2 separate regions of the Sus scrofa genome follow, and region 1 is linked to region 2. The links are chromatin contacts, called in public HiChIP or PLAC-seq maps. All regions are on one chromosome and are shown on one strand. The core of a region is the stretch at or near the end of the contact, and the rest is flanking DNA. Distances in the headings are between cores, read along the strand shown.

What was found. HiChIP or PLAC-seq counts read pairs in DNA pulled down with a chosen protein or histone mark.
Region 1: a contact with region 2 is called in an H3K27ac HiChIP or PLAC-seq map of alveolar macrophages. The contact joins the promoter of LRRK2 here to the enhancer-like site in region 2. A contact is called at or near these places in 7 of 47 Hi-C or Micro-C datasets (alveolar macrophages, blood, embryonic fibroblasts and 4 more) and 1 of 2 datasets of contacts at active chromatin or transcription factors (alveolar macrophages).

What each region holds. Positions count from the first base shown.
Region 1 is chr5:71,799,062-71,801,761 of Sscrofa11.1, forward strand. It overlaps LRRK2 (leucine rich repeat kinase 2), which reads left to right and starts at 1,276. Exons shown (of 52, transcript NM_001113437.2): 1 at 1,276-1,429; 2 at 1,698-1,783. The coding sequence starts at 1,276.
Region 2 is chr5:71,721,945-71,724,932 of Sscrofa11.1, forward strand. The region is part of intron 1 of LOC102165502 (a long non-coding RNA gene); the gene reads right to left. Among named protein-coding and RNA genes, the nearest start is that of SLC2A13, 50 kb to the left of the region's middle. Within about 2 kb of position 1,392, at least 2 of the 83 cell types and tissues checked have an H3K27ac peak or open chromatin away from gene starts, as enhancers often do. A contact at or near this core is called in alveolar macrophages, where this site is marked.

The DNA.
Region 1 (2,700 bases), core at 26-2,525, 77 kb after region 2:
AGATTGTAATCAGAATTGGGTAATAGAAGTGAAAACAAAGGATCTAAAATTGTGAAGTGCTGACTTCCAGTCCCATCTTCTCCTTTGTGAAGGACCCCACCTTTACTCCAAGACAGATCTGCCTGCAATAGCTCATCTCAGTCCAGCCCTGTTTTTAGTGTTTCTTGCTTAGGTTTCTCTTCCTGAAAAACACATTGCTATGGTACTTAGAAAACAAACCAAACCTCAAAAACTTCAGTAGTTTTGAATATAAACAATGGGAGGTTTGCTATCGCTCAACTTTTCTGCATTCTACCTTTTCATTTCATTTACCCCTGTGTTTTTCTTTACTTTTAGTTTCGCCGAGAACTGATTACTTTTTGGCTGCCCAATATTTAAGATCTTTCCTAGCGTAAACTCAAATTTTCAAAAGTTAATTTTAGTGTTTTAGTGGCCTTTTGACCAACAGAGCTTCAAATAACCCACAGGAATATATATATATATATATATTTAAATGTCTTCCCCTACCAACAACCACAACTATACAAAAGCATTTTACTGGGTACATTTTGGTGGTTAACGCTCTCTCCATTCCCCTTGGGGGGAAATTACTCATTCCTATAGGGGGACCTCTAAGGAGAATGTTTTCCTAAAAGGGGCCAACGGGGCGGCGTCCTCTCTTCCCAACGCCCTGATTCTCTTCTTAGATTGGAGATCCGCGGCAGCTTTTATTTTTCTTCTGCTTACTTCCCAGACCTTCCGCGGGGCTGCGGGCGCCCAGGCTGGCGGGTCGGGCCGGGGGGACGCGCTACCTGCCGCTGCAGCGCCCGGGGCCTGGGCTCTCGGCGGAGTCCGCTGAGGCCCTTTCTTCCTGTGCGACTCCGGGCCGCGGCGACGCCGCCGCGAGCGGGATCCGGTCCCGGGAGCCCGCGCCCGCCGGGGATCCCGTCTCAGCCGGCGCGGGGGCCACCGCCACGTTCGCCCGGGCCCAGCCGGCTCCCGCCAGGTCCCGGCCGGCCGCTGCTTTCTCCGCTGCGCCCCGCCCCGGCCGTACGTCTTGCAGGCCCCGGAGCTGAGTGTTGGCCCCGGGTCGGGAGGAGGAAGCGGAGGAGGGCTTGGCGTGAGGGCGCGGGAGGGCGGCGCGGGGCGGGGAGCCGCCGCCTGCCCTTAAACGGGCGTGGGGACCCATGGGGCCGGCGGGGAACGCTGGCCGCAGATGCTGAGCGGCGCTCGCCCCCTTCCCGGAGCGGCCGGCCTTCGTGCGGGAGGGGCGGCCCGTTCGGAGCTGGGTCGGTCATGGCCAGTGGCAGCTGCCAGGGGTGCGAGGAGGAGGACGAGGAAGCTCTGAAGAAACTGATAGTCAGGCTGAACAATGTCCAAGAAGGAAAACAGATAGAGACGCTGGTCCAAATCCTGGAGGATATGCTGGTGTTCACTTACGCCGACCACGGTAATGGGTTTGCAGGGAAGCCGTTCCTTTGCCCCGGTTCCCCCTCACCCCCCCTTTTTTTGCAAACTTTCTTCCCCTGAACTTTGTGGCACCACAAACCTGGACTCTTGAGAAGCCGCAAACTCTCTGTTCCTTGAGACAGAAAGGACCCGACAATTTTAGGAAGGTCTTGGCCTCACTTCTTTTGCTTTCTCCCCCCTATTCAGACTTAAAAGGGGTGCCATGAATCGTGACTTTGCTTTTTTCCCCTAACCCCCTTCTTTTCCAGCCTCCAGGTTATTTCAAGACAAAAATGTCCACGTGCCTCTGTTGATCGTCTTGGACTCGTATATGAGAGTCGCTAGTGTGCAGCAGGTAAAGGAGTTGTTTTCATTTTGCCCGTTCCCCCTTCTCTTTGGAAATAGATGTTTTTCTGTCAGTATTCTATACCCAGAGTTCTGGGTTGTTTCTGAGATTTGGCTTGACAATCCACTGACTGTGATTTTAAGATGGAAGCATTATCAAATGCTAAGGGCGTAAAAGGGCCTACAGTGTGCTCCTAGGTGTCTTTAAGAAGCAACTTTATACAGTTGATTGGCAGAATATGGATGGTGGTGGGAGGGGACTAATAATAGGTTAAGATTTCATTCTGTTAATGGCTAGATGAGTTCATCAGTGTTTAGATCAAATTATTCTAAGAATCTTCCCAATGGTTGTGTCCTAGAGGTGACACCATTGTGAATAGTTTGGGAAAGAGGAATAATGAACAGTAATAGCATTAATAATAATTAAATTAATAAAATGAAGTTACTGGCAAACTTATAGGTTTAAGGTTTTTTTTTTTTTAACTTGAAGATAGCTTTCTAACCTTCTTTAATTGTAGTACACCTTGTATTAGCTAAAGAAAGTGACATTTTAGGATTCCTCTGTGAATTTAAATTTATACTTCTTAACTGTTTTCATATAAAATGAATATAACAGTGAAACTTTTAGAATCTGCACCGTAGGAAACCCAGAAAATTGTTCAATGTCTTAGATATATTTAAAAAGGAGCCTTAAGATGATAATTAAGGATGTGTTAACAGTCAAAACAGAAGTACTGCGTGAGGTTAACTTCCTTTGTAGATTTTCAGATTTGGGGAACTAAAATCAGTTTTTTTCATTTGCACTGTTAAGTCCTGAAGGGAAAGATGATTGAACTTTGTTGAGGTGCAGTGTTTCTTAATATCTACTTGAGAGGTTAGACAGATGTTAAGAATTATCTGGATCTCTAGATCTATATCTATCTACTT
Region 2 (2,988 bases), core at 142-2,641:
TGACTCTAATCTTTCCAAGGTCAAGGGAAAGCTGCCAGCAGGTGCAATTTCTCTTTCTATTGTCTCCTTCGAAATTAGCATATTTGTGATTAGGAACTCTTATTTGCAAAAGAAATTTTTTATCAAATCCTATAAGTTATTTTCCCCCACAAAAATCATAGAATTACCTTGAAAAATCCCATCCAAAAATTGCTTCTACTTACGAACAAACATTTTTAGAGCAGCAGTCTTGGCAATCAGCTAAGATTAGAGTAGGAAATCAGTATACCAGAATTTTAATCTTGCTTTGCCACTTATTCTTTCTGAGTCCTTGAAAAATTTATTTAGCATGTTCCTTGGCCGCCAAATGAGGTTAATAAAATTCTCTAGGTTTAAAAAAAAATTGGGGGACATAATTACATAGTCACCAGAAAGAAACTTAAAATTAAAGTGGAAGTTCTCTGGCAGCTCAGTGGGTTAAGGATCTGTTATTGTCACTACTGTGGTGCAGGTCAGATCTTTGGCCCAGGAATTTCCGCATGCTGTGGGACTGGCCTAAATAAATAAATAGATAATTTTTTTTAATTGTTAATTAAAAATATTTTTTGAAAGGACTTTGTACCACTCTGAGGTGATCAAAGAGTTATTTATTTTCCTCAGTTTCCTCTTTATTAACAGAGTGGTAGTAACAACAACAAACAAAAAAAACCGTGTAATTTCTACTGAGAAACAGAACAAAATACAGTGATGAATGAAATAATGTTAATCTTTTTTTTTTTTTGCTTCTTAGGGCCACACCTGAACCTGCGGCATAAGGGCACGTGGAAGTTCCCAGCCCTGGGGTCTAATCAGAGCTGTAGCTGTCAGCCGATGCAACAGCAATGGCAATGAAGGATCCAAGTCATGGCTGTGATCTACACCACAGTTCATGGCAATGCCAAATCCTTAACCCACTGAGTGAGGCCAGGGATCAAACCTGCATCCTCACGGATTCTAGTCGGATTCGTTACCCCTGAGCCACAGTGGGAACTCTGAAATAAAGTTAATCTTAAAACATGCCCCTCCCCCAAAAAACCCCATTCAAAATGTTTTCTCATTTTATGCAGAGAAGCGTCTTCTAGAAGCCCAATATAATTTAAACAGCCTAGGTTACAATTAGCATAAAAACCACTGTGCTTCAACCTTTAAAACTTTGAAGAAATGAAGTCTTATGACACTGTCAACTAAGAAATTGAGAGAAAAGAAACTCTCCAAAATTTATCAGCATGCTACTTTTATTCTCTTAGTCTGGATTAACTTCTGAGAAGTGTTTGAGTCTGCTGATATCAAGGAAGGTTTTCATCAGGATTATATGCAAAAACTGGAATGTATGATTCAAAAGAGCTGTATCATTTCAGAGGAACATTCAGGCTTATTCATTACACATTTTGCCACCTAACAGAGGTCCACAAGGGGGCGCTCTTTTGCTGAGATTTTTCTACACATTTTAATTTTTATGATAAGGAAACTTGGTACCACTAAATACATATGTGTAAAATTTGCTACTGTGTTCAACTGCAAATGTGGGATTGTGGGATGATAAGTCTTTTCAGCAGGTCAGGGTTTCAGGTAGTTTTCAATATGCTACCTCTATCCAGGGACAGAGTAAGCAAGTCTATGCTTGTGTTTTTTAAAAGCAAGGTCTTGGTTTCCTTATATCCCTCTGGTAAGCCCCCTGGTTTTCGAACCAGCTAAGAAAGCTTATCTTCATGGTGTCTGCCTCCAGGGCTGGGGTGCCTAATATAGAATCCCTGAGCCTGTGACCTCCCCTTCCTCTTCTGTGTCCCCCAATAGACACAGTGCAGGTCCCAATAAGCTCACTCCTCATCCCTTCCTGCCAGACTGTGTGGATCTGTCATTACAGCCTTGGTTGCTGAAGGGCTGTCCTGTCCTTCTAGTTCCCAGGTTGATTTTAGTAAAAGTCTATATATAGTTATTTTTTTGAGGTGTTCCTGAGGGGAGGTGTGCCCACTGTCCTCTTATTCTTCCATCTTGATCCCTTTTCCTGGCAGTACATAGTTTGTTATCTGTCTTGGTACTATTTTGGGGAAAAGTCTCCTTAGCCATGGGAAATAAAAGCAAACATAAGCAAGTAGGACTACATTAAACTACAAGGCTTTGGCACAGTGAAAGAAAAGGTCAACAAAATGAAAAGGCTGCCTATTGATGGGGGACAATGTTTGCAAATGATATATCCAATAAGAGGTTAATATCCAAAATATCCAAAAAGTCACATAATTCAACATCAAAAAACAACCAAATTAAAAAATGATAGAGAATCTAAATAGACATTTTCCCAAAGACAAACAAAATTTCAAAAGGCACATGAAAAAATGCTCAGCATTGCTAATTATCAGGGAAATGCAAATCAAAATCACAATGAGGTATCACTTTACATGCGTCAGAAGGGCCAGCCTCAAAAAGACAACAAATAATGTGTTAGCATGGATGTAGAGAAGCGGGAATCTTTGCGCACTGTTGGTAGAAATAATAATTGGTGCAGCCACTATGGAAAAATCGTATGGAGGGGTTTTTTTGGGGGGAGGGGGATGGGCAGGGGCTGTGCCCATGGTATGTGGAAGTTCCTGAACCAGGGATCATACCCATGCCACAGCAGTGTACTGAACCACTGCAGTGACAATGCCAGATCCTTAACCCACTGCACCACCAGGGATGGAGATTTTACATAATTATAAATAGAAGTAATGTACACTCCAGTAATTCCATTCCCAGGCATTTATTCAAAGAAAACAAAAACATGAATTAAAAAAGATATATGCACCCTTATGTCATTGTAGCATTATTTAAAATAGCCAAGGTATGGCAGAAATCTAAGTGTTATCAATAGACAAATGGGTATAAAGGCTTTTTCTTAAAAGAATACTTAAACCATCGTTGAAGGCTCAAATTAAGAAGAGTTCCTCATATGTCATAAATTTTTGTTTATTTTCTTTCCTTTCCTTTTATTCT